Linked DNA regions of Mus musculus: regions 2, 3, 4, 5, 6 and 7 are each linked to region 1. Evidence: chromatin contacts called from public Hi-C, HiCAR-type and HiChIP or PLAC-seq data. All regions are on one chromosome and are shown on one strand. The core of a region is the stretch at or near the end of the contact, and the rest is flanking DNA. Distances in the headings are between cores, read along the strand shown. Region 1 has its middle 61 kb from the start of Gm22911. Region 2 has its middle 190 kb from the start of Gm31330. Region 3 has its middle 230 kb from the start of Gm31330. Region 4 has its middle 250 kb from the start of Gm31330. Region 5 has its middle 300 kb from the start of Gm31330. Region 6 has its middle 250 kb from the start of Gm46220. Region 7 has its middle 150 kb from the start of Gm46220.

The links. Hi-C and Micro-C count contacts between places; a contact is called where the count stands out from the background. HiCAR-type assays count read pairs that join an accessible place to other places. HiChIP or PLAC-seq counts read pairs in DNA pulled down with a chosen protein or histone mark.
Region 2: a contact with region 1 is called in a Hi-C map of neural progenitor cells, with 2.7 times the contacts expected there. The contact joins two enhancer-like sites. A contact is called at or near these places in 5 of 484 Hi-C or Micro-C datasets (adipose-derived mesenchymal stem cells, embryonic fibroblasts, neural progenitor cells and 1 more), 1 of 115 datasets of contacts at active chromatin or transcription factors (astrocytes) and 1 of 9 other capture datasets (embryonic tail).
Region 3: a contact with region 1 is called in an H3K27ac HiChIP or PLAC-seq map of stem cell-derived neural progenitor cells, with 6 times the contacts expected there. The contact joins two enhancer-like sites. A contact is called at or near these places in 1 of 15 datasets of contacts at CTCF or cohesin (the NIH/3T3 cell line) and 2 of 115 datasets of contacts at active chromatin or transcription factors (differentiating embryonic stem cells and stem cell-derived neural progenitor cells).
Region 4: a contact with region 1 is called in an H3K27ac HiChIP or PLAC-seq map of neural progenitor cells, with 16 times the contacts expected there. The contact joins two enhancer-like sites. A contact is called at or near these places in 1 of 484 Hi-C or Micro-C datasets (uterus) and 3 of 115 datasets of contacts at active chromatin or transcription factors (astrocytes, embryonic hindbrain and neural progenitor cells).
Region 5: an H3K4me3 HiChIP or PLAC-seq map of embryonic limb bud shows a contact between it and region 1, with 8 times the contacts expected there. The contact joins two enhancer-like sites. A contact is called at or near these places in 1 of 484 Hi-C or Micro-C datasets (cerebellar granule neurons), 2 of 115 datasets of contacts at active chromatin or transcription factors (embryonic limb bud and stem cell-derived neural progenitor cells) and 1 of 9 other capture datasets (embryonic tail).
Region 6: a contact with region 1 is called in a HiCAR-type map of astrocytes, with 2.6 times the contacts expected there. The contact joins two enhancer-like sites. A contact is called at or near these places in 2 of 484 Hi-C or Micro-C datasets (cerebellum and myocytes), 6 of 115 datasets of contacts at active chromatin or transcription factors (astrocytes, differentiating embryonic stem cells, embryonic basal ganglia and 3 more) and 1 of 9 other capture datasets (embryonic tail).
Region 7: a contact with region 1 is called in a Hi-C map of cerebellum, with 2.0 times the contacts expected there. The contact joins two enhancer-like sites. A contact is called at or near these places in 1 of 15 datasets of contacts at CTCF or cohesin (the NIH/3T3 cell line), 2 of 484 Hi-C or Micro-C datasets (cerebellar granule neurons and cerebellum), 1 of 115 datasets of contacts at active chromatin or transcription factors (neural progenitor cells) and 1 of 9 other capture datasets (embryonic tail).

The regions. Positions count from the first base shown.
Region 1 is chr10:38,552,127-38,555,974 of GRCm38.p6, reverse strand. No RefSeq gene overlaps it. Among named protein-coding and RNA genes, the nearest start is that of Gm22911, 61 kb to the left of the region's middle. Within about 2 kb of position 2,009, at least 127 of the 459 cell types and tissues checked have an H3K27ac peak or open chromatin away from gene starts, as enhancers often do. A contact at or near this core is called in astrocytes, cerebellar granule neurons, cerebellum and 4 more, where this site is marked.
Region 2 is chr10:37,626,116-37,629,963 of GRCm38.p6, reverse strand. No RefSeq gene overlaps it. Among named protein-coding and RNA genes, the nearest start is that of Gm31330, 190 kb to the right of the region's middle. Within about 2 kb of position 1,918, at least 13 of the 459 cell types and tissues checked have an H3K27ac peak or open chromatin away from gene starts, as enhancers often do. A contact at or near this core is called in neural progenitor cells, where this site is marked.
Region 3 is chr10:37,665,281-37,669,128 of GRCm38.p6, reverse strand. No RefSeq gene overlaps it. Among named protein-coding and RNA genes, the nearest start is that of Gm31330, 230 kb to the right of the region's middle. Within about 2 kb of position 2,003, at least 19 of the 459 cell types and tissues checked have an H3K27ac peak or open chromatin away from gene starts, as enhancers often do. A contact at or near this core is called in stem cell-derived neural progenitor cells, where this site is marked.
Region 4 is chr10:37,681,245-37,685,092 of GRCm38.p6, reverse strand. No RefSeq gene overlaps it. Among named protein-coding and RNA genes, the nearest start is that of Gm31330, 250 kb to the right of the region's middle. Within about 2 kb of position 1,797, at least 13 of the 459 cell types and tissues checked have an H3K27ac peak or open chromatin away from gene starts, as enhancers often do. A contact at or near this core is called in neural progenitor cells, where this site is marked.
Region 5 is chr10:37,739,980-37,743,827 of GRCm38.p6, reverse strand. No RefSeq gene overlaps it. Among named protein-coding and RNA genes, the nearest start is that of Gm31330, 300 kb to the right of the region's middle. Within about 2 kb of position 2,042, at least 2 of the 459 cell types and tissues checked have an H3K27ac peak or open chromatin away from gene starts, as enhancers often do. A contact at or near this core is called in embryonic limb bud, where this site is marked.
Region 6 is chr10:37,810,849-37,814,696 of GRCm38.p6, reverse strand. No RefSeq gene overlaps it. Among named protein-coding and RNA genes, the nearest start is that of Gm46220, 250 kb to the left of the region's middle. Within about 2 kb of position 2,221, at least 59 of the 459 cell types and tissues checked have an H3K27ac peak or open chromatin away from gene starts, as enhancers often do. A contact at or near this core is called in astrocytes, cerebellum and embryonic basal ganglia, where this site is marked.
Region 7 is chr10:37,906,131-37,909,978 of GRCm38.p6, reverse strand. No RefSeq gene overlaps it. Among named protein-coding and RNA genes, the nearest start is that of Gm46220, 150 kb to the left of the region's middle. Within about 2 kb of position 2,053, at least 9 of the 459 cell types and tissues checked have an H3K27ac peak or open chromatin away from gene starts, as enhancers often do. A contact at or near this core is called in cerebellar granule neurons and cerebellum, where this site is marked.

The DNA.
Region 1 (3,848 bases), core at 760-3,259:
ATAAGCTGACTTCATAGTATGCCATAGCGTTTAGCCTGCAACTTATCACCTCTTCTTGATGCCATCCTAATTTAATCTTGACACTGAAGCATTTACAATGAGATAAAATTATTAATAATGATAATCTAGTCAGGTAAATGATGTTCACTTTCATTTTATCTTGTTCCTTGAACGAGGATGCTTTCTTGTGAAAGGTGAAACAGTGTCAAAGTTGTGAATCATAGTTTCACATTCAAAATAATGAGAAATCATATCTTCCTGCCTTTGCAGCTAAGAGAAGGAAATAGGGTTATTTCCATACGACTCTCAAGAATAAAGAAAAATAATCTGTAAAAAGCTTTACTCATGTCACCTCTCATTCTACTTTGAAGGGACATAACAAAATCAGAAGCAAGATGGGTTCAGTGTATTTGTGTTCACTCTAGAAATGGTAAGACAACATTTATTTCCACCTAGAACTGTCTTGGATCATGGCAGCAGTGTTTTTAAGAGGTCTCATATCTCTCAGAATGCACACAGTGATGTCCAGCATGCCACACAGTTACACAAAACACTTATTCAGCATAAAGTATCTTCATGGGGGCCCTACCGCCCTTACCCCTCGTTTCCACTTTCCACCCTCCAGTCCTCCCTTGGGAAGATGCATGCCTGTTCCATTTATGCTCAGCACCAGTGTTGCCATGGAAACTCTCCTCCTTTTCTCTACCCTCCCCAGTTACCAAGCACAGCTCTGGACTCAGTGCCAAGACCTCCTCTGTACAGACTCAATATTCTTTCAATGTTTAGACAAATCTGTTCGAAAACCTTGTTTACATTTTTTCCCACAACACCATAGCTTCGAGTCGGGGCCATCCATTTCCCATGGATCTGCTTATATTCTGGACATGGTTTCTTTTCTTTTTTCTCCACCATAGCTCTAAAATAAAATTGTATCATTTGGTCTAATTCTTAATAGGACATAAAAGGCAACTCAGGGTCAGAGTCCACCCTTACAGTCAATTTTATCCAGTCCAGAGTAGAATTTAATACTTTTTGTATACTATTTTTTTTTTACTTAAAAAATTTTGTTTAATAAATGCAGCATTAACACATGTTTAAAAACAAGAAACTTTCCTTTAATTAGCTTTAGTTGCATGTTTGTTACAGTCATCTGTGTATCTTACGTTATGCCAGACATTAATTAGTATTCAGATATACAAATAATATGTTGGCTTCACATTGCTTAATCTTACAGGTATGTTTTAGGCTGCACATTTTCTGTAGAATTTAAAAGTCTTGCTTATGGTTTAATTCTTGATTCCTATATTTAATGACGCAATTCACTGATGAAACTAAACCAAAATTAATGTTGTTGTGATGATATTTTATCCTTCTCCCCATTTAAAAATTGCCAGTTATGCCTGCAGAATTCCTAAATGTTAAACGTAGGTTTAGCTTAAAAAAAAAATACTTACTTTGCCTTTTTATTTTAAGAAACTTGAACAGGTCAGTTCAACTCAGTGAACTATGCTGACATTTACATATTTTCACAGTAAACATGTATTTTTAAATCATTACTAGGAAAAAAATACCTCTGATCAACAGAAGAGGGAGCAATATTCCCTCCTTTTTTACACAAAATACTGTGGGGTTGTTTTCTCACCTTTCCCTCCTAAACATAAGCCTCCTCTATCGTAATCTCTGCTGCTGCTTTTCTCTTTCCCTTTTCTAATTTTTTTGAGGGGAAGTGGAGGAGGGGTGCGCAGTGGTGGCAGGAGTAGGACCACCCAGTTCGATCAAGGAATCAAAGGTTAAATTCTTTCTGGTTTGTTACTATCTCTCAGGATATAGTTAAACGTTAGAAATCTTTGTCGTCTGTATATTTTTACTCGCAACAATACTTACGGGAATGAAATGCGCTGCACCTCCTTACAGAGAAGCCACAACATTGCGCAGGCAGTGGAGTGAATGTGAACGTTTTCCAGCTTGCCTGAGCCAGAGACTCTCTCATTGTTCTCTCTCTGAGCAGAGTAGGAACCGCGCACATCTGAATAACAGAGTCTTTTCTGCCTGGCGCAATCCTGGATTGTTACAGTCTAGAGGCCAGCCATGCTGTCACCGGCACAAATTGATTTAACCATCAATTGCTGTGGTCATTAAAGCTGCTAAAAGTCCCCGCCAAACTGATGAATTGCAACTGAATGTGAAATGAGTGTCTAAGTCTTTTTCCCACCACCTCATATCAAAGGCTATTGTATCCTTGCAAAGTAAAGGGTCGGGGGTTCAGGCTGCTGTTCAACAATGGGCTCTGTCAAAGGACAGAGCTCCATTCACACAAGCACTCCCAATTACAGTTTGCTTTCCATACCTTATTGTATGAAATTTGCATCCAACTAATACATTGAATTATTGGCATACTTTGGGTGTCAAAGGAGTCAATGAATGATTTGTCCTTGAAATACATGGAATCCAAAGCAGCTGCTGGTTCTTGTCTTGACAATGGAATGATTCCCTGGTTTTCCAATGCCTGCAAATGGACTAATTTTCTCCCAGCTCACAGTTAGCACTTGTGGAAGCAGTACACAATTTTTTTCCACATTCACAACTGTGAACTCATTTCTAGAGTTTTGAGAGGAGATACAGAAAAGGAATGGTATTGTCTAGCCTAACAATTATATTATAAACTTTAAAAAAATCAGTATAACCTCCATGAGGCCAATCATTTACTACTACTACTACTACTACTACTACTACTACTACTACTACTACTACTACTACTACGACTACTACTACTACTACTACTATTTGTTTGCTTAAAGTAAAAGGATACATTGTAAAATTAAAACCAACCTTACACATATGTTTAAATACCCAGAAGAACTTTTGTTAATTCTTTTAGGAAGATCATAAATAGGAATTTTTCAGATTTTATGATTAAGCTCCTCAAAGTGTTATGAACTGAGCACACGGCACATGTACACATGTACATATTTGTATGTTGGTATAATGTTTACCCAATTTAGCTGATAACTGAGTTTGCAGACATGAGGGATCACTAAACTGCAATCCTCCAGCTTCTGACACTCAAAGGCAGCAAGGAATTCAGAAAACATTGGGTTTGCTCTCCTTGGTGTTAAGTTTGGTTTTTCCTAGCAGATACTCATCGACCGAACATTTCCCTTCATCTTGAGTCTTGACTTTAATGTGTTACATTATTTGGTTTACCTATGTGCTTGTGTATGCAACTTTAGCAAACTCATCATGGCGGTGTTTTCATGGTGCTCTTAGGGGCAGCTCTGTAAGAGAAACAAGCTTTGGGACATCAGAGAAAGAGAGCATCACTTGTAGTCCCAGCAACACATGGTGTTTATTTTCCTTCCATGGTTCATCCTGCCAGGAAGTATTATCAACTGAGCAAAGACCAGATGTGGAAAACAAAATAAGTATGATTTGATGTTGGAGCAGGGGTGAGTTGGGACAGGATGGGAGAAAGAAAGCAAAGCCAGTGGCCACCATAGTGCTACAGAGAAAACGGGACAAAGAGGGGACCTTCACCACAAAGGTCAGAGGTTCAGGCCACACACCTCTTATAATGAATTGGCAGACAGACCCAGGTTTGTGTTTCCCTAGATTCTATTTACCATAGACTGTTAGTCGCCAGTAACTGTGTAGAAATCCATCAGCAAGAACTGTTACATTGGCCTCCAATTCCAAATGACCCTTAAAGAAGGTCATTTGATTCTTATCTCTAAGGATCTTTTGCTCCTCCTCCACTCAAAACAGGGCCATGGGGAGAAACAGCTCCCTTAATATAAAAGAGAACCTTGCATTGAAATGAAAAGCCCTTCTTCAGTTGTTTAGTAAATGAT
Region 2 (3,848 bases), core at 669-3,168, 930 kb after region 1:
TTGCCTGGGAGATAATTGTGCGCATCAACAGAATGGTATATAAAGATAACTGATAGAAAAGTAAGATCTGCCACCACCCCTCCCAATCATCTAAACTCTTGTAGCAAATAGCTAACATGGCACCTGAGGATGTGCTCTACTGTGACTCTCACAACTGTCAATCGGCTTTCTATCACTGTCAAAAAGCAGCTGAGGAAATCAAAGTATAAGGAGAAAAGATCTGGGCTCATGGTTTTAGAGTTGCAATCCCTGGTCACTTGGTCTTGCTATCTTTAGGTCTATGGTGAGATAGTACAACATGATTGGAGCACACTGCAGAAGTAGCTGTTTCTATCACTGCAGAAAGAAAGCAAAAAGGAAGGAGGAAGTAGGGGCTGTACCCGTAATGACTAGGCTTCCTTCCATAAGGCATCACTGCTTATAGCTTAGCTTCCAACAAAGTCATAGCCTGGCAACCAAGCCTTCAGCAGATGTTCCTTTATGGCCCAAAATTTTCAAAGCAGAAATTTCTCTACATCTGTGGAGACAAGCAGAAAACATGGCGATGGGTGTCAATACTTTAGATGAATAAAGACACTTAGCTGAGTAAATATTATGAATGGTTTTACATAGAAATCAATTAGTCTCTGTTAGAATTATGTTTTATTTACTGATTATATTAGGCTGTCTCAGTAGTTATTAAGAAATCAAATTTCATTACAATGGCAATGGATACTATATACTGTATACTATATACTATATACCAGATACCAGATACCATATATATTAATAACATACTATATACTATATTATATATTATCATATATTATTATATGTTGTCATATATTTTATATTAATAACAAATCCCTACCAATCTGTTCCTCTCAAGCCCTTTGTCCAGCAGCAATGAATTTTCTATGGGATGTAACAATATAATAAATGATATCATGGTACTATAAAAGAAATTTATATTATCACTCATGTTTTACACAATTAAGATATATTTGTTGTAAGTATTCATAAAATACAGTTAAGAAAAAACTACAAAATCACCCATAATAATATCAGCCAAATATTTTGAGTGTGATTATGAAGATTGAAAAGTTTACACACACACACACACACACACACACACACACACGCCTGTAACAAGCAACCAAAAGAGAGTATATTTATGGAGTTAGAAAAGCATTGCAACATTGATTGGAATACTTGCTAGTTGAGTGATTGTACTTCATTATAACTTAACTTTGCTCTGTCTTTGCTTTCTCAGTTCTTAGACCAAAAGCATATTATCTGGGGCATATGGTGTCGACAGAAACCACTTCTACCAAGCTATGTCCTAAGTCAAATAAAACAGTATCTCTTTCTTAGCTCTTCTTCCTACATTGGTTCTTTCCCCAGTCCAACCTTCATTGTTTTCTCTTTTGGATTTTTCAAGTGGTCAATGAGTTAATTAAAACGACTTTGTTTTCAGTGTATTTGATGCTGGGGATTAAACCCAAAGTCTCACAAATGCTAGGAAAATACTCTACTGCCAGGCTCTACCTACAACACTAAACTACGTTTTTTGACAATAATGTCTCAAAATAGTTTTGTTGCCTCGGGGATATAATGTAAATTTTAGATTTCTGTTTTTAAGAAGAAAGTGAGTGGTCTTTATTATAAGGTGCTATTTGGATAACCTCTCCCACCATTCAGAGCTCTTATCCAGTTCCCCCCAAAAAGTTGTTAGCCCTATCCTAGCCTTCCTTCCTTTCTCTGTTTTCCTGAAATCTAATTTTGTTTTAGGGGCAGTTCTGGCATTACTCCCAGTAACACTATGGAAACTTTCCTCCAGCCATTGTTGGAATAGACTTTCCATGTGCTCTGTGGCTCAGCTGGTCACTGTGTTGCTAGGCAGCAGAACCTGGGAAGCAGTGCTACAGACTCAGGAGAGCTCGGCAGCAACTTCTTCCGAACTTCTGGGCCCAAACATAACTGGTTAGTTTATGTACACACACTCTCAGTCTTCAACATCTCAAAAGTTCATGTGGGTGCTATATGCAGTGAGGCAGAGACAGGGATAGTGTAGAATAGCTTCGAAACCAGTAGTAGGTTCTGGCTACTAGATGCACCCACCTCAAAGATGGAATTTATATGTAATTCACAGAAACTTGGGACACCAGGAAACATCTAAACAGCATCTGCAGTTCATCCCAGACTAGGAAGACCCAGGGACCTTGAGTTGGGGCATCTTTTTACTTTGTTCTCAGAGCAAAGGGTGATTATGGGAAAGTGGTGAGGAAGGTAGGAGGGGACTGGGTAGTATGAACCTTATCTTGAGGTCATGAAATTCCTATCATGTCAATTAGAAACAGCATATGAACCCAGTGGTCACCTCACCACTGCTCTTAGGATTTCTGAATAGAGTTATTTTCTAGATCATAAGGCAAGGGCAGATTATTATTTTAAACTAGTATTTGGATTTCCTGATATGGGTTTGCTTGAGAAAGACCCTTATCAAAATGTTTAAAGAATTGCAAAAGCTGTTCTCTTTTTGAAAATTCAATTTTGACATAGGAAACTCTGGGTTGGAATGCTCCAGCCATATAACTTAAAAATGCATTTTATGTTGTTTTCCAAATTGGGCAATCCAGTGGTTGTTCTTTTTATGTAATTCTTCTTTCATACTTCAGTGACATACTTAAATGCTGAAATGTTGCAAAATTTGAAAAAAAAAAACTTCGTGTTTTCAAAAGAGGTAAATAAAAAAGATAAAAGATGTCTACCATGTGACAACCCATGATATTTTCCTCAGTTGTTAGTCACATTGTACAGCTGGCCATGCCCCAGAAACCACAGCCCTCAATTACATTTGCTTTCAGACATGTGGAAGAAATGCATGCTAAACCAATTAGCCAAACGATGACATTTGCATTCCCCCCCCCCCCCCCAGACTGGCAGTGCCTGTGACTCTTCAGCATGTGATCCTCCGGGAACCTGAACAATTATCATCAATCACACTGACCACATGCATCGTTACCTAGGGCTTTGAAAATGTCAAGAAATAAAATATAACAGTTTTTCAATAAACTAAGCACACTCAGGGCTCTGCTTGGCAGTCTAGACCTCACGTGAGGAAAAGCCTCACATCTCATCCCAAGGCCACCGAACTCCACAGGCAACCAACTACTCTGGGATTATTCATAGCTCTGAGCTGTGTCCTTTGTTCTATAGTTGCCACTCCTCCTTTGGGAACAGGTTTAAAGAGTGGGCAGTCAGTCTCACCCAAAATTGATGACTTGTAATTATAAGAAAAAAAATGGAAATTGAATATATCTTAATATTATTCTTAATATCAAGAGTTTGGGAGCAGAGGAGGACATAAATCTGCACCCATCAGCTCCTAGAGCACAGTGCATGTTTGACAGCAGTGAGAGTACTGTGTGTTTGTTTATCTCCCCATTACACAGTGTATTTATAAGGCTTTAATAATAGTTTACCTTTGAGCACATAGATGTCAATTGTATAAGCATTTGATAATCACTTGCTGTGACCTAAGCACTGACTTACAATGACTACAGAAGTGGATAGGATGCCTCTTGCTCTCAGGAAGCTATAAGACAGTGAGAAAGACATTAGCACCAGTGCCTAATTAGAGAAGGCTGTGCCTAAATACTGGCTGAATCCCTGTGTGAAACTATGTGAAGAAGACACAGATTTCATGAAGCACAGAGCCTATGGTCCTGACCCAGCCCAGATAAATGGGTTAGGGAACTGTACTGAGTGGCTCTGATTCACTTGATCTCTCTACCTTCCCCCTCCACATTCTTGCCTCAGGAACCTGACTTCCCCTGACTAGCACAGCAGGTGTTTTTCCCAGTGAC
Region 3 (3,848 bases), core at 754-3,253, 890 kb after region 1:
TGAAAGCATATGGGCTTTCTCAAAGCTTCAGCTAAAAATGGCTTCGAATATGTTTGTAAACAAACTATCCCAGCAGGCTGGGAAGAGTTGCCAAGGCAACTGGAATGCTTCAGGAGAGGAAGGACAATTCACCATCCCACTCTGAGCAAAGGGTTTTCAGGGCACAGAGGGTGGTAAGTAGCATCCTCAGAACTGTTTTCTCTCAGGAACAGAACTGAATTAGCTATAACATAGAAGAACAGGAAAGCGAACCTCAAAGCTAAATCAACATATTTCCAAGTGATTTAGCTGTATCCCCTCTCAGCCAGAATCAGGGTTATTAGAGACCTAATCTATATTTTAGAAAAGTAAAATTAATATTGGAATCTAATAAAAATTGCCATACAATCAAACAAGTAGGAAATTATTTACAGAAACATGAGCAGAAGTCATACATGTGCTAAAATTAGTGGTAAGGAAACAGAAAAATTATAACTATATGGTATATTATAATACATAATATCCAAGTATTCAAAAAAGGAGTTTAATGTGCAAATCACATTTAAAAATTCACAGAAGATGTAAACAAAAATACAAATAGAATTCCTAGACATAAAATCTGGAATGTCTGGAGGACAAGATTAAATAAATATTAGTGAGTTTGAAGACCTTGTGATGCCAAGTTGTCAAAAGAGCATATGGAGAGAAAAGAGAAAAGAGAACAGGTACCCACAACCTGTGACCTATGTTATAAATGTGCACTTGGAATCCTTGATTGGGTAGACAGTAATGTTATAATTGAAGAAATAATGGGGAAGAGTTTTCTGCCTTTGATGACAATGATAAGCTCACCAAAGCAAAAAAAAAAAAAAAAAAAAAGGAGGAAGGGGATGTCAATGAGTTCAAGGATAAAAATTTGAAGAAAATTACACTATTGTCTATAATTGAATTACTTAAAATCCATAATTTAAAAATAAAACACTCAGGCAAGAAAAGATAGTAAGCCTATGAAGGACCAGAGGGGGAAAGCCTTCATTGGAATCAGCATGCTAGACAACCAAAACCCCAAAATGCACCTCCATAGAAGTCTTGGTTAAATAACCCTCTGATACACAAATGAATAGGAAAAGTCTGCTTCTCAGACCAATAGTTAGGTTAAGGAATGTTTGTATAAATCAAATATAAGGTCAGGAATACAACTGCAAATATGAGCATAGTCTATCACTATGTTTCTGCAATGTTATTCTGATATAAAAGCGACCTTTAAAAGCCATTAAGTTGAATTCCAATGGGGGCAGGGTGAGATGCCAAAGATGGACAGAAGCAAGAAAAATGTAACATTTTAAAGCTCCTTTCCAAAACAAAATAGTGGGCATCCCCACAGTGGTTCTGACATTCAGTCACAGCAAGGCATGCTTTACTTACAAGCTGGGGGACTGGGGGGGGGGGCGGGGCGGGGGGGTATTTCTTTGTCATTTCTTCTTTTTCTGTCTCTCTCCTCACAGAGCCTCTCCCCCTATAAGTAACCAGAAAGCAAATGAGTGTCCCTGAAAGCAAACCTCTAAGGGTTCTCAGGGTCTCTCTCGGAGTACAAAGGGTGCCTTATGGCATCTCACAGGCAACTGGAGACACAGCAGCAGAGTTCTCAGAATTTCAGTCCTCAGCACTGGATGGCATTTGTCGTCCACCTGACTTGTGACCATCACATTATACAGTAGAAGACATTTTGGATGAAGTTCATGTTTTGTTTTTGATGTATTCTTCACGAAAAACCTCCATACAGCACTTGGGACAAGGCAGGCATATGTACATTGATACAAAGACTTCTAAACTTATTCTTGGTATAATGCCCTTGACAGTGACAAAGGCTCCCACCTGCCCCCCAGTGAAAAGATGCATATGGCTCAATGCTAATTAGCATCAATTACACAAAAACTCTTTTCGAGGGCTGGGTCTGGCCCTCCCTGTCTGCAGGTGCAGCATTCGCCCTGTGACCTTTTACTCTGAGATCAGACACAGAGAGGAGAAGTGGGACTGGTCAGCAGGGACTAGGGGGCTGTTTATCTCCTTCAGAAATCATTGTCTGACCTCCACCATTCATGTCAGCAGAGGCATTTTCCTCCTGGGAAACTTACAAGCGAGGCTGAGAGATTTCATCTGCCTGGTCTCTTTCTGGAACTTTGTGGACATGCACCTGGCCTCATTTTCTCCGTTTCTTCCTTCACATCCTTCACACTCATTCTGAAAACAAAACAAAACAAAAAAAAAAAAACAAAAAAAAACAAAAAAACAAAAAAAACCCCACTTTCCTACAAGGAACAAAAACATGACAAAAAGAACACAGGTGGCTGAAGGCTGACTGACAGGCTGTGATGTAATGACAGGGCTTCTGTGTCTACAAAGGCAGCTTCTGGCCATGGCATTCATGAGGAACCTACTGTGAGAGAGTGGCTCACCAGTCAATAGCAGCTAAAGCGCAGCAGCCCACTAGATAACGCAATAGCAACACACTAAGTGAACACTTGCTTTAAGGTTTTGCTTCATGTCAAATAAGAAACACATACACATACACACATACATACATACAGAGAGAGAGAGAGAGAGAGAGAGAGAGAGAGAGAGAGAGAATTAAAACATAGCTGTTTTCCAGTAAGAACTGCTTTTTGGAAGATGTTCATTAAGTGGCCTTTTCTGAAACTTTGCCTTTCTCGATGTTAAGCAGGACCCCCACATAAGCACTTATGGCATCCCATAGGTCTCTCCTGGGGAGGTAACTATCATACTTTGGGCTATAATTGCCTAGGTTCTATAGCTCCTGCAGGTGTGTGCTCCTGGAGGGCTGACAGCCCTGACCCTGCTTACTCACCCACAGTACACAAAGCCATTCCCAGGGTTATTGTGGGTGCTGGGCAGCTTCAAAAGAAGTAGAAGACCCCAGGGGGCCAGAAAAATCTTGTTTCAAACTTTAAACCAACCTGAGGTTCCACTGAGGTCCTTCCACCTAAATAAGGGCACACCTTCTGTAGTAGGAGGAGATGGAGCACAAGAGTAGACATCTGGCCCTAACGTTCAACCTTCTCAGTCGGAAGGCAGCCAGTCTTGTGGGTACTTGCTTGACAGAGGAACTGCTCTTTGCCACCAGACCCTATGTGCTACACAAGCCTAAGCATGTATAAACTCCCCAACTGCTGGTTTTAGGGAGCTCTTCTTGGTGGGGATGGCAGGGTGGGGGTAGGGGGTCTCTACAGTCCCAGTTTGAGACCTGTCTGGACCTAAATATCATGCTTGGCAACCTGAAAAGAGAATTTGTTAATTCTGCTGACTTTGGGATAAAGATGAAGCCCTTTAAATAAAAGATTTGCAGAAATGGATTGTCCTTCCTTTGCTGTCAGCTGACCATCTGAAGGAAGTCTAGATTCTACTTTGATTAATAGAGCCTGGAAGGTCTGTATGGAATCACCTAGCCATCCAGACCAGTTCCCTCCCGCATGCTGATTCATGGTCTCTGTGGGCCCACAACACTCCTGGATGGCCTGTCTACCAGAACCTTCCCAGCCTCAGACCACACTGACGGCCAAGGCCAAGACAGTTAAACCTGAAAACATCAAGGAAGCACCCTGCTAGATTCCCCAGAGAGTGATATTTTGCCCATGATGATGTCTCCCCTCCAGCTCCTAGATGCCTGTCCTGTCCCCTCCGATGCCATCTACACTGACATAGTATTTCTGGTCCACTTGTGCTATTAAATCTATAATAACTATTTTCCAAGTGCAAAGTATCAATATAACTATGATCATAAGCAATGTTCTTTTAAAATATGAAGTTTTCTTTTCTTTTCTTTGTTTTTATTTTCTTGTTTTTGTTTTTTT
Region 4 (3,848 bases), core at 548-3,047, 870 kb after region 1:
GCTGTAGGTCCAGTAGAAGAATTTACCAGGAAACACAGTAGCCATTGAGTGCCACCTACACCCAATAGTAAGAGCCAGTCCTTAGCTTTTGAATAGTTTGCTGCTAATAACCAGCACCTTCGTACCTAATTATCTGGGCCATATAATCCTGTAGAGCCAGCAGCAGGCTTGTCCATATTACCAAAGCCACTGTCTTTATTTTAGATGCTATCTTCACTCTAGAGTTCCATAGGGGACCAGCATTTTTTAAAACATCATTTCCCTTTTAGTTTCTTCATATTTTTATCCTTTACTCAATCTTCCTATGTTTTGCTTTAGAGCCTATTTTAGCCATTTTCCTCCAGACCCTTAGTTTAGAAGCTTGCTCTTACAGGAACCCTTTAAGATATTTACTGGCTCTTCACATGATTAAAAAAAAAAAAATCACACTGTTTGTAAATATCTAAAGCTATGTAGAAATCATTTCATGTAGCATTCTGGTGATGTCTAGCAGCAAGCGGGTTTTTGTTGTTGTTGTTGTATTTGTTTTTGTTTGTTACAAAAACATAACAAAGAGGACTTAATCCCTAGGCAGAGGAAGACGCTTGAGAGGCACCGTGAGAGACTTCAGTTGGCCTGGGTGCTCTGCCAAAAAGCAAATATCTCAAGTTTTGTGCTGACAATTATAGCCCTAGCTGATTAGCTTTTTTATCTAAACTAATACAGATTTTTGCCATCTTTATCTGCACAAAATCGTAGCCAGACCCTCTCTCATGACATTAAACCTCTGATGGTCCTTCTAAGTTATATTTTAATTAGAAGTCCCAACTAGGGATGACAGTCCCTGCTAGTAACGTTCAGATTGGCATCAAAATCTGGCCAGAGACACAAACAGAGCTAAACCAGGAGGTCGCCTGGGCTGATTTTCATCAAGAGGTAGGATTTTTTTAAAAATCTCCACTCTTATTTGCATTTGCTTTTGCTTTCGGCAGTGATTTTGTCTTGACAGTTTTAAATGGATTTTGTTTGTTTGTTTAGTCCTCCACTTAAAGTGTAAAGAAAAATAGTCAAAATTATTAGAAGAACCTTTGCAGAGATCAAATGATACCCTCCCTGGTTAGATAAATACAGACTCAATTATTTTGAGGACATTTAAGGATAAACATTTTGGCTTAGAATATGACATTTGAGATAAAGTTGACATCCAGAAGGCCTATTATTTAGTTTGCTTTAAGAGCAAATAGTTATTGAACATAGTAGAAAACAACAACAACAATTTAAAAACCAACAAATATGTTACGTTGATTGAGGAATAAAAATCAAAGGCCTCTTTTTCTATATTTAATTATATTTTATTTACATATTTAATTATTGTAATCTATTATACACTTTCAGTGTTGTTTTCCAATTTGAGGAGAGGGACTGTTTTGTTCTGCTGTCTGTTTTTTGTGTTTGTGTGTTTTGTTTTTGTTTTGTCACAAAATCAGTGTATCATCTGTCACATGACAGTCAGGAAACCTTTAAATAAACATGCTTGGATCTAGAAAAGAGAGAGCTGTAATTCAGTTCCAGAACCAGTTTTTCGATAAGGTAGAACAGCAAATAAAACAATATTTTAACATTTTCCATAGCTAAAAACTAAATCCAGTGAGCAGAGGAAGCAACATGAACACAGAGAAGGCTCAGAGACAGAAATTCTGAGCCCTGGTTATTAAATCAGGCAAACAGCCAAAGCAGCTGCACTGGTCAGTCCTCCCCTGCTGGGACTGCCCTGTCCTCCCAGTTTAGGGCCACTTTTTTCTCCCTGCAGTATTGCACTCCTTGAGAGCTTTGCACTGCTTACTTTCCTGCCTGATAGCATGCAATTATTCAGTGGCTTATCCCAGCCAATAGCTAGCAGTGGACTCAGGAAGGGATAAGAATTTTTTTTTTTTTTGAGCTGCTGAGGCAGGCAGCATCTGTGGCAGATGGCCTACAGCAGATTTTAAAAACTAGAAACAGAAAAAGAATAAAACAAAACAAAACAGAAAACCTAGTAAACACAGAACATAAAATGTTCAAGGGACAGATTCAGCAAAAATTGAACAAGTAAACGTAGAACATAGAATGTTCATGTAATCAAATAGATTGTTCAAAACCAAAACGTGCAGTGACCACCTTCATCCATATATTTAAACAAGCTTGACAGATTTACCGTCCCAGATCCCAGTATCCAAGACCCAGGTAGGCAGAGAGACTGCTTGCTTGTGCTAGTGGGCAGGAGACAGACAAACCACAGAACAAAATGGAGAGCACCAATAACCAGGCACCAAAAACTCAGGTGGGTAGTACAATGTCTTGCTGGTGCCCTGGACATGAGTTCATTTACCTCATCACACAGCTCTCTGCCTGGCAGACAGGATTCCACCAGTACCAGATGTCATCAAAACGAGATGCCCTCTATGACCCACCAATAAAGGCCTTTTCAGATATGTGCTTACAAGTTTCTTTTTAGTGCAAGAGTTCACTCCAACAATCCCAAACTGAAAGCATACCTCAGAGCCATGGAATATTTCCTTTCAAGGTATGTACCTCCTAAGGCTGCATTTCAGTTCTGGAGTCTAGGGATGAAGTTCCAGATTCATAATTTGAAGTCTTGATCTAATTGTTAATCTCACCAGAGTAAAGATTCTTTTAGTTGAATTAAAAGAGCTTCCTTTTCTGTCTTTTGTGCTACCTCCCTAAAGGAGGGCTTAAGAAAACAGCATCAAACACAGGAGAAAATAGAGTTTATATTAGCCCCCGAACTGGAAGGCTAGGGAGCTTTTCAAAAGTTTTTGGTTATATATGAACTTGGCAGGGTATTTTAAAAGTATTTTGCGGAACATCTTATCAGTGCGGAGATCAGGGTATAGGGCATGGAACAAGTCAAACTGAGAAAATAGGTCAAGACATGGTCAAATCCAAGTTTTACAGAAAACATAGTAAACCTATTTTGACCTTGTAATAAGGTGGCTTTTAATATTAAGATGGAATCAGGCTGCTCCATCTTTATGTGTGTGTGTATGTGTGTCTGTGTCTTTGTGTCTGTGTGTTTCTCTGTGTGTGTACATGTTTGCAAGTGTGTTGGGGAATGTAATTCATCATGAAACCATAGCAGTTATATATTCCACCTTATCTTTCTTCTTTCTTCTCAGTTTTCTAAAAAACTTGAAATATATCCCAATTAGAGGGCATATCTAGTTCCTTCCCATAAAGGATTTGGGAAGTAGTACAGTGTGAATGTTGCTATTTTCTAAAAGACATGTTTTGGCAAAGTAAAACTGTGGTGCATATAGGCAAGCTCATGAGCAAAATGACAGCAAAGCATTGTGCACAGTAGTCTGTGCTTTAGCAACTTACAGACACATGCTCATCACTTTACGCTTAGTCAAACTTTCTATGTTTCCTCATATGTGGAGATGTTAATGACAATAATTATGTAATAAGCCTGTTATGAACAGAAAAATCACCAAATATGTATAAAGTAGTTAACAGGGTGCCTGGTACCCAGTCAATATTCCACAAGCCTTGAGAGAATAACTACTATTGCTGGGCAGCATTCTAAATTATCCATATCTGTGATGCTGAGAAAACCAGGACATAGACAACTAAATTAGCTTTTTGATAGAGCCATGAAATTATAATCTTAGTCATATTAACGTTAAAATTCAACACACACACACAAATGAAATTTAGAGAGTTTAGATATCACTGACATTGTAGGCTTAATGTTCCATCATATTTTTCAACACCAAGATGGTTAAAAATGTAACATGCCATGCTTCTGAAACTATGGCATCTTCAACGGGAGAAACAACTAGGATTAATTTATACTGCATTCATGTGAT
Region 5 (3,848 bases), core at 793-3,292, 810 kb after region 1:
ATTACTGATACTATGGTACAGACAAAAGCCTAGCATGCCTGCCCTCTGCCTTCTGCCTTTGGAGAGGCCCAACAAGCAGCTAAGACAGAAGCAGTTACTTACACCCAACCAGTGGACAGAAGCCAGATACCCCTGTGGTTGAATTAGGGAAAGGCTAGAAGGAGTTGTGGAGGAGAGTGACCCTATAGAAAGACCAGTAGTCTCAACTAACCTAGATACCTGAGATCTCAGACACTGAGCTACCAACCGAGCAACATACACGGGCTGGTCCAAGGCCCCTTACACATATGCAGCAGAGGACTGTCTGTCTGGTCTGGCCTCAGTGAGAGAAACACCTAATCCTTGAGAGACTTGAGGTCCCAAGGAGTGGGGAGGCCTGACAGAGTGGGAGGACATCCTCTTGGAGACGATGGGGGTGGGGAAATGGGATGAGGATCTGTTGGAGGGCAGACTGGGAGGAGGATAGTAAAAAAAGATTAAAGATATATTTTAAACAACAAAAAAAATCATCATACAGCAAAATTACAAAAAAGCCAAGAAAATTGTGAAGACTTGATACACTATACATTTAATTGCCCTTACTAGAGTCACCAATTGAGTCACTATCATATGTTCAAAATATGATGTACATCAAAAATCACACTTTAAGAATTTTGACTGTGTAAGTATATCTTTGGCAGAAAGTAGCACACAGGTTCTGTTAGCCTTTCTGTTAACAGAAAGGTTGGAGATGTGAGCCTACGCACCAAAAACTGCCTCTGACTAGGATGGACAGGTGGTTCAGCAGTTAACGGTGCACATTGCACTTCCAAAGAGCCCAAATTCAGTTCATAGCACCTACATCAGTTGCCTCACAACAACTAGTAACTTCACCTCCAGTGTGTCTGACAACCCATTCTCATATGGCTTGTATGCATGAGCACACACACACAAGAAAATAAAATATATATATATATATTACCTTTTCTGTTCCAACAACAATATCACATATCACATATAATGTTGGTGTTAGGTTAGGAACTATAACTGCTAGTCAACATGGAAGGATAGTTAACAATAAATGTGATAATTTTCTTTACATATAAAATAATGGAAGTCCCCCCCCCCAAAAAAAAAGAAACACAAATTCAATTCTTTGCAGACATGACTGTGTAATACCTAGCACAGACTTTAGTAAAAAGCTGGCCTTGAACATTCAACTGTTGAAACACACCAATACCATTCAAATCACTGAAGCAACAAGATACTCTGAATGATACAATTTCTTTATCAATGTTCTATGTGATCTTGGATTTTTAAATAGAATAACTTTTCACTCATTTGAATCATTCTATATTGAACAGGGATTGTGTGCTTGATGGTGCTTTCTTTAGCTCCTAAGCATTTAAATGAATTCATGCTTTACTCAGCTGAGTTGAAGCTGTGGCTAAGTTGCATGAGCCCCACAGAAGAGCCTGCTCCCAAAATAAACTCTGGTTAGAAATGAGCATCAGTCCAGGTGCCCAAGGGACATTAACAACACAGGAATGCAGATGAGGTGATAATACCAAGTGTCAGTGCAAGTTGCATTTAATGTGCTCAGAAAAATTCCATCACAAGAAGGAACCTGGGGCGTTCTAGCCTCTGTGGAACCAGCAGTGGCTTCTGGTATAGTGTAGAAGTCCCTAAGGCACATTATATTAATGGCAATGCATCATAATGTGTTTGAATTAAATCTCATTTCAATACTTGCCATTAGATCATGTTCTCTCCTCTGCCTGTATGAAAAGAGTATTTAATGATGTTATGCTCCGCTCTGGAACAAGCTTTTTGTGGAACTCAGGGTACTAAGAAATGAATATTTTTTTTTATTTTGTCTTGTATATTTAAAATTTATAATTGGAAATTTTCTTCAGTCGACTTTGTATGTGGCATTTCCTGGATTAAGAGTCATAAAATAAATCACCAATGAATTAAGACAAACATAAAACCCTATGGTCACTGTGAAAATGGCTTAGGTCCAAGAATAACAAGCTAAAAGGCAAGTACTTTATACCCCTTAAACCTCCCTAAGTTTTCAACACTCTTTTTTTCTCATCTTACACTTCTTTAAGGAACAGGCTTGTCTATATATCATGGCTAGAACTTTCTTTCCCCTTGGGTCTCCTGGTTTCCTTATTTATATGTTGATTTAAGACCTGGCTGAAGTGGACCAACCATATGACAGGTGGAACGTTTTTTCAACAAACTTAATCAGGCACCAACAATGCTAAATTACCCTCACAGCATTTAGATGGAAGCCTGCTGCCCTTGTGAACAGATGAGGTGCAGATTGTACAAGTCTTTTTTACAGACTACACTTTTGAGAAAAAACAAGTGTGGACTTGTGTATTGGCATTCTGGGTGGAGAGCGTAAATATCACTGTTCCTAAATTTACACCTTTGCTGAAACAGGTTGGTACATCTAGTTCTATGGCCAAAACATACTTTTCCTCACCTCCTTGCTTCCTTAGGACTCTCCTTACTTATCCAAAGTCTATTTTTCTAGGTCACCCAAAAGTCCCCCTCCTAGAGAAAAGCCCTCATAAAGCCCTCCTCCTGCGAATAGATGCAGGCTCTTTCTCTTTCTACTTAGAAAGCTTCTTTCATTTCATTAACATATAAAAGTCAGTTCACCTAATATGTATATATGTGCATATATATACATATATACATATTATATCTTCTATATGTATAAAGGTGGCCTCTGGTCAGCTCATTGGGACCTTGTCAGAATGCTCGGAGCTCACCCAGCCTCACCTATCAGAACAGAGGAAGGAATGTGATGCTCAGGAAGTAAACATTCATCCAATTTTAAATACTGGAATGAATAAAACATAGCCAGTAGTGTGTAAACAGTCCTTCCAAGGCAGGTTTGTTCCTAATAAAATATAACTTAGTAAATACCATTTGTAGTTGTGCACAGGCAGGAGAAGGCTTTCATTTCTAAGGTTCTGGACTTACCTTTGAATAGGCTACAGGACAATAGATTATAGGCAGCATCTGAGGGCCACAGGGGCAGTGGTAGCATTATAAGAATGCCTATGGGCTGGAGAGATGAAAGTGTTATTTCATTGTGGACCTAAAGTATGTCACCAGGATCTATGCCTTGGTGCTGTTTTCTTCTGGGTGATAGTAAATAGCTCCTACATCTCTCATCATGTTGTAGCTCTTATCCTATAGCATGAAGCCAAGCAGATAGGAGTCTATAGTCCAGCAATCCTAATTGGGTCAGGATGGATTTAGTTACCAAAGCAGCTATTATATAAGCTATGGTAATTATAAAATAAAAAAAAACTAATGGGACATTAATATGACTTAACTGGCAAATCAAGAACCAGATCAAGTAGGGAGAGAAGGAAGATACTGGGAATGCAACTGGATGTGTCCAGTACATGGCTATGTTTTTGCTACTACAAGGTAGGTTACTAGGGGCAGAGATACTCTCCTCAGTCACCCATGCAAGTGGTCACACAGGTACATTACTTATAAGAAGGTGAAATAAGGGATTTATAATTATCTGTTTTAACACACTCTCTTCCTCTTCCTCTTCCTCTTCCTCAGTGTGTCTCTCTCTGTCTGTCTCTTTGTCTCTGTCTCTCTGTCTCTCCATCTCTCTCTCTCTCTGTCTGTCTGTCTGTCTGTCTGTCTGTCTCTCTCTCTCTCTCTCTCTCTCTCTCTCTCTCTCGTGTGTGTGTGTGTGTGTGTGTGTGTGTGTGTGTGTGAGAGTTTCCATGCATATGCACACATACCAACTTGGATGCTCTAAGGTTTAATTTTAAATGTTCTATTTGATACTGCACATCTTATTTCTTGAGAACCCTTTCAAT
Region 6 (3,848 bases), core at 972-3,471, 740 kb after region 1:
ATGCATATATGTGTGTTCACATACCTTCATGCCTGTATGTGTTTGTGTGGGCATGTGGGCATGTGTGTGTATGTGTAATAAAACTGAGGCTACATGATTAGCACAGTAGTTCCTAGGCTGGCTTGGCATCACTCATTTAGTTCATGTGTTTAGATGCCAGCAGTTTAACTTCATCACTTTTGTGCCAGTAACATCATGAGGACGTCCCCCATAAACCCATAGGTTTGAATACTTGATCACCAGTTAGGAGAATTTGGGGGGAAGAATAGGGAGGAAATAGCCTTGCTGGATTCTGTGTGCCACTCGTGGCAGGCTCTGATGTTTAAGGAGACTTCTGCTTTTCCACTGCACTGTATCTCCTGTTTTTAGGTCAAGATGTGCTCTTGCAATTGTTCCAGCTACTCTGCTTTTTCTCCATCATCAAGAACTTTACCCCTGAATTCATGAGCCCAACTTAGTGCTGTCTTGTAGAAGTTGCCTTGGTCATTGTGATTTATCACAGAAATATGAAATTATCTAATATGCAGAAGAAAAACCCACAAGCATCATTTCTGTATAGCTATGAAAATAGACTTGACCTTACAGACAAGGGCTGCAGGATCTATACGGACTATGAATTATATTTGGAGAGTTCTGTACCTTACAGAATGCTTGTTTCTTCTGCTAATTTCTAATATGGTATTCCTAAATGTAAAGTTATTCAGTGGATAATATTTTACTGAAAACTATTTAAAATCTTCAGAAGTACTGGATAGAAGTTTGATAGACAAGTTCATTACATAGTTTTATTTGTAACAAAAATCAAGTGTGTGCTGGGCATGGTGGCACACACCTTTAATCCCAGCACTTGGGAGGCAGAGGCAGGCAGATTTCTGAGTTTGAGGCCAGCCTGGTCTACAAAGTGAGTTCCAGAACAGCCAGGGATATACAGAGAAACCCTGTCTCGAAAAAAAAAAATTAAAAATTAAAAAAATTTTAAAAAAATCAAGTGTGCCTAGGGCACTTTTACATAAAGAATACCATGTTATCCTACCAAACTTTCTGGGCAGAAACATAAAAACTCTGACTGTTTAAAGTGGGAACAAAAAAAAAGTAATTAAAGTTTAAAAAAGTAATAAAAATTACATAGAAACTTATATATGGGATCCTAAACTGATAGAATTAGTGCCCTTTTAGTAAGTGACCCAAGTGTGGTGGCACACTATAGTCCCAGCTATTCAGGAGACAAAGCTAGGAAGATAGCTCTGGCCCAGGTGATTAATGATGGGCCACATAGCAAAATGCTTTCAAAAAATAAACAGATTAGTAAGTAGATGCTATAAAGCCAGATATAACACAGAGAAAAAATGCATTGTTCTACAAGCCAAGAATCTATTACCAGAAACCAACTGTGTCAGGTCTTAATGAAGTATATCCAGCCAAGAGCATCACAAGAAAACAAACGTCTGTTGTTTAAGCCATTCCAGAGGATGGCACTTTGTTGTGGCAATCTAAGCAAGAGCCCTGATACAGCACTTATTTTATAATTGATGAAAACTCAATCACAGCCCTAGATTTCACACTCAAAACACAATAAAGAATTGTGGACTTGAATGAAAGACATGCTTTGAAGAAATGCTCAAGTTCAGAAATGTAACGTAACACAGTGGTATACTTTATTTACCTGAAGGTTCAACTCTAATGTTAGGAAGTTAGATTTATTGTTGCTTTCTTAATAACCCAGTCATCTCACGTGTAAAAGCATATTGCATTCAAGTGTCTGGGGCTATTTTCAGGAATCAATACTTGTTCCTTAGCAGTTGCACAGTAGCAGACAATTGCATAAAGAAGCTGTCTGTCTTTATTTACACAATGTATTTTTGTATTCACTAGGCCAGAAAGAATAGTTCTGTGTAGCAGCTGCCATTGTATTTTCTGCTTATCTCAGTCCTGTCTGCCACTGTTATAATTCACCAGCTGACACCCGCCTTGGCAGAAACCACGGGCAGTAATTTCATGCCAAGCAACAACGAAGCTCTGAACTCTGACACAATTCATCTTAGTTCTAGTTAGTAAAGGGGATTCTTTGGATCTTCCCCCACTTCTGTTGAAGCATTTGTGGCTGTAAAGGGGGAGGGGAGGGGGAGGGAGAGAAGATGGGGGATGCAATGGAAATGTACACTGGGGAACAGTTGCTGCTCTGTCTGGAGCAGGGGAACAGTGTCACTGGAAGACAGAGTCACTTGTGAGGGATGAAGACTGGATGTCCAGATAATGACATTCCTGCTTGTTTGGTTTTACAGAGTTGGAAGGATATGAGAGCACATTTGGTCTCCAAAAATACACTACTGTTCAACTCAAATGATTTGGAGGTTCAAAGTGTAATTTCTGGCACTTTCTGATTTAGGAAGCTTGAATTCAGGCATGAAGGCACTTGATTGTAACCATAAAAAATAGCCTTGTTTTGGTTGTGAATGCTTGATAAATAAAATGGAAAACTGCACGTCTTCAAGTTAATTTCTATACTCCCAATGGCCGTGGTTCACGTGGGTTTCATTGCAAGCAGATTAATTTTTAGTCTGAAAATCACCAGTAGCCAGCCAATCACATTTCGAAATCATGCCTTTTAGAAGTTTTGAAATATATTTTTAAAGCACACGTCAGAATCCCCTAGGTTTCCCACAATCTACTGAGAGTAAGAACCGTACTTTCCACACCATTTCCTGATAACTTCATGTGACACACAGTACCACATGAATTGCAGAAGTGAGATGACAGACTAGGTAACCACTCTTTTAAATGTCACCTTGGCCTCAGGTACCCTCTCATGTCAGCCAAACATAAATATCAGGCTAGAACTGTGATGGTATGGCTTTGTATTTCCCCCTTTAAATTCTGTGTATATACAGAGAGAGAGACTGATTAAAAGAAACTCTAATGAGGATATTGCTTCAAATCTCACTCAACTTTCTATCCTCTCACTGATGAATCTTAGCAAACTGAGGAGCCAGTTCTGTTGACAGCATTTTGAAAAAGAAAGCATAAGGGTCACATTTGATTACACTCCTGCTATTTCACTAATGACACGGCAGAGAAAACATTGTATTCAGCCGGATTTCATGTCTCAATACTACCTGGTGATGCTAATTAAATGAAAAAGAATAATTCATCAAAATTTAAAATAAAATTGCATCATGTCATTTATCTCTAGAGAAACAATGGGTCAAAATCATTGATGGCCAAAAAGAAGATTATTTTCGTATGTTTTGCTGATCACAGTTTTTACATCACAGCTTTCAACAAAGTCAGATTCTCCTAATGAAGCATATTTTCAAGAAGCAACTGAAAGATGTGTTCTCTTGAAAAGCTAATTTCTGTCTTGATACACATAAACTGAGGGGTCTTGTGTTCTCTAAAGGAGAGGAAAACCTTTATCAAAATTATAAAAAAAGATATCAGCTAAATAAACTCAGTAAGATCTCAAAAACTTTGTAGGATTTAGCTAATTAACTTAAATCAGTTGATATGTCTGATCAAAAATGATAGCTATGAAGAGGACAGATTGGAACTTGCAAGATAGCCAACTAGACCAACTCATAGTGTCTGATAGACCAAGTCAAGACCTTAAATTAAAAGAGATAGGCTCAAATTTCCATCTTAAGCCAGCCGCCAGAGAGAGATGAAGAGGCTGGTCTTCTGATTAGGAAAAGATCAGTAAATGGATGGTTCCTCACTGACATCTCTCAGATATGGCCTCCATGGCAATGTGGGAAACCCAGTCATGCATAGCCATAACTGGTCTTCTGCACAACCCAGGCTATAGACACACATAGTTGACATTTTGTGGCTATCCTTACAGTGTCCTTTTA
Region 7 (3,848 bases), core at 804-3,303, 650 kb after region 1:
ATATACAATGGAAAAAAGAAAGCATCTTCAATCAATGATGCTGGTCTAACTGGCTGTCTGTATGCAGAAAATTGAAAATAGACCCATATTTGTCACCCTGTACAAAGCTCAAGTCCAAGTGGATCAAAGACCTCAACATAAAACCCGATACACTGAATCTAATAGAAAGTGGGAAAGAGCCTTGAATTCATTGGCACAGGGGGAAATTTCCTAAACAGAACTCCAATGGCTCATGATCTAAAATCAATAACTGATAAATGGGATCTCATGCAACTGGAAAGCTTCTGTAAGGCAAAGGACATAGTCGATAAGACAAATCACCAACCTTCAGATTGGGGAGTAAAACTACACTATTCCCACATTCAATAGAGGGATAATATCCAAAATATATGAAGAACTCAAGACGTTAAACACCAAAAAGCCAAACAACCCAGTCAAAAAATGGGGTATAGACCTAAACCAAGAATTCACAACAGAGGAATCTCAATTGGCTGAGAAGCACTTAAAGAAATGCTCAAAGTCCTTATTAATCAGGGAAATGTAAATCCAAACGACCCTGAGATTCTACTTTACATGAATCAGAATGCCTAAGATCAAAACCTCAGGCTACTGCACATGTTGGTGAGGATGTGGAAAAAGAGAAACACTCCTTCATTGTTGGTAGGATTGCAAACTGGTACAACCACTCTGGAAATTACTATGGAGGTTCCTCAGAAAATTGGAAATGGATCTACCTGAAGGTCCAGCAGGACCACTCTTGGGAATATACCGAAAAGATGCCTTACAGTGCCATGGGGGCACATGTTCCACTATGTTCATAGCAGCCTTGTTTGTGATAGCCAGAAGCTGGAAACAACCCAGATGTCCCAGGTCAGAAGAATAGATACAGAAAATGGGGCTCATTTCCACAGTGGAATACTACTCAGCTATTAAGAAAGAGTACATCCTGTGTTTTGAAAGCAAAATAGATGGAACTAGAAAATATCATCCTGAGTGAGGTAACTCAGACCCAAAAGAACATGCATGGAATGTAGTCACTAAATAAGTGGATATTAGCCATAAACAAACAAACAAACAAACAAGAAGAAAAGAAATGTACAGAATACCCACGATACAGTCCACAAAAACTAGAGAAGGAGTAGCTCTTTAAAGCACCAGTCTTCAAGGTCAAATATCTAAGACTGCCTTTAAAATTCTTCATGTTATCCCCACTTGAAGGTAATTTATCTGGTTCCCTGCATATTCTGTGCTATATATTTTTGTTCTAGCCTTCACTACTTTTTCCAATTTTTGATTAAATGATGCTTTTGAAAATTAGTTTAATTTACCTTTGCTTTGGCATGAGTGTGTTATATCCTATGTTCATATGTTCATTTTTCTTTCTCATCTCTGTAGTCATCTTTGTTCATTTTGAGATGGCAAAACCAGCCAGCCCTTCCTTGAGAAAGAGGCTGACAGGTGTGAGTAGACAGTCGATTTTCAGCTGTGATCAGAGTGCATCACTTCTCTTAGAATGCACCCTGTGCTACTTTTCCACTAACCAGTCTTTTTCATGACCTATGAAACCATGGCTTTCCCTTTGTTATCATCAGAATTATGGAGTGATTAGTAGGAGGCAAGTATTTAGAGTTTATCTGAAGTATAAATGTATCTTGGAGATATAGTTATTCTAGGAGGTAAAGGATTCACTGCGGGTTTACTGAAAACAACACCGGAGCTAATAACGTGCTAGATTCCCCACCCCACCCCCACCCCGTGGAAGCAGAAACCTGAATCCCTGTGGTCCTTAGAAAAGAACAGGAATTCGGATGCTTACTTTGGGTGGTTTGGAAGAAATTTTCACAGACTCCAGTTTAGAGCCATGGACCATGTAGATGAGTTTTTAAAGGCAACAAGGATGAGTATAGCAGATAGATATTTTTTTCCACAGGAATTGAAATGACATTTCCCTCTTGTCTCAATTCTTAATTGGCTACTCACGGTCACTGGGGTGTTTACACAGCCTCAAGGCTGGCTCCATTCTGTAGCCATCTGTCTCAGTTAGAAGCTCACTACAAGTTCCATATGGCTCCTTAATTCCAACAAGCCTGAAGCATTCTCATGTTCCATAGGGCCAGTTGAGAAGTTACCTTATTTGTTTTGGGTTTGAAATAACTGGAATTGAAATTAGCAGTACTCTACATCTCTCAGAATGCTTTTCCTTTAAAAGAAGATGTTGCCATGGGCACCTGGCATCTTTCTTACATCTTTGCACATGTTTATTTTCTAAATAGAGAACACATATTTTTGCTCCAAAAATAATAGAAAGAAGGGCACATTTTCATTTATGATGTATAGCACTAGCACAATTTCCACCAGATTCATACTGAATTTCCTAATTCTTTCACACACAAAATGCTATTCTTTTCATTTGCATAAGTTGGTGATGCTGGTGGTTAGCTATCTTGCCTGAAAACTGCAGGATCAGAAGTGGTTTGCACCTTAATCTAATCAATTACTTTTATTCAACTTAAACATCTTACAGTGAGTCATCTAAACCATTTCTTTCTGGGGACTTGTTGATCTTGGATATCTCTCTTTGTCCTATGGTGCAATCTATCTATCTCTTTGTGCAATGGACTGTTTTACTTATTATAACTATTTGGCACTGGATTATTTAGAAAACCATCCATTTTATTACAATTCAATATTCCAAATATTGGCGTTTCAGTTTGCTAAGTTCTTTTCCTGCCCTCTACCTCTTCTTCAATTCCCAAAGCTTTCCTGTTGTCTTCATGATCTAAATTCATCCATCCTTATTTCCATATCTTGCATGATTTCTCACTTAACATTTTCAGTCTGGTCAACTGGACCAAATTATGCTTATCTCATTTGTGTTCATGTTGGAAGATTAATTATTCCATTGAAGCCACACCTTCCCACTGTGCCCTAGGGTGCCTAACCTTCTTATGGGAGTCAGTGTATCAGTTCACTGGCTGCTCTAGAATCTGTTCTCCTATTTGATCTGCTTCACAAACATTCAAAATGAACAAACCTTTCCAATGTAAAGCACAGAACAAATTCTTCACCGCTCATACGTCTTTTGTGCCTATTCCCTATAATCGTCACTAAATCTCATGGAATTTTTTCTCCTAGCATGTTACTGTCCATTTTTTCTTTCCCTTTCTTAACATCCATTCTCATTAACTACCTTAAAGATGAGATCATCACTGTCAGCAACACAAACTTCCTGTATATTTCTGTCAGCTGTGCAAGCTTCTTTCTTGGCTACATGTTCACTTATGAATATTTCTTAGATTTTCCAAACTGAAATAAGATAATTACACAATAATAGACCTTAGCTGTGTTTTCTAAGCAGACAATAGTGGCTATTGTAAAAGGTTAAGGTAAGAAAAGTTTGGTTTGATCCAATATTCACTACTGTGTTGTAATGTGAGCAGGGTACAAACCAAATTCTTCAAATGAACATAAGCACTTATGAGTAAAGCAGACATTAAACACTTATTTTTTGTTTGTTTGTTTTCAGTTTTCCTCTGATGTATGTTTTATTAAATAAAATCAGTGCTTATTGTGGTAGCACAAATAAAAACAAACATTTTAAAGTAACCACTCTAATGAACAGTTGCCCAGTTCTAAACTCTGTGGGATGACCAGTTTGAAGTAATGAAGCTTAGCATAGGTTTTTATAGTTTATTCAATTATTTTCCACACATACTTACACAAAGGAAAACTACTATTGCAGTGTTGGAATTAGGAATGAGTCTTTCATGACTCATGCGTTCTTTCTCATAGTATACTATTAACCTTTCTTGGTGACCTTTCTATTGTATACTATATCAACATTTATA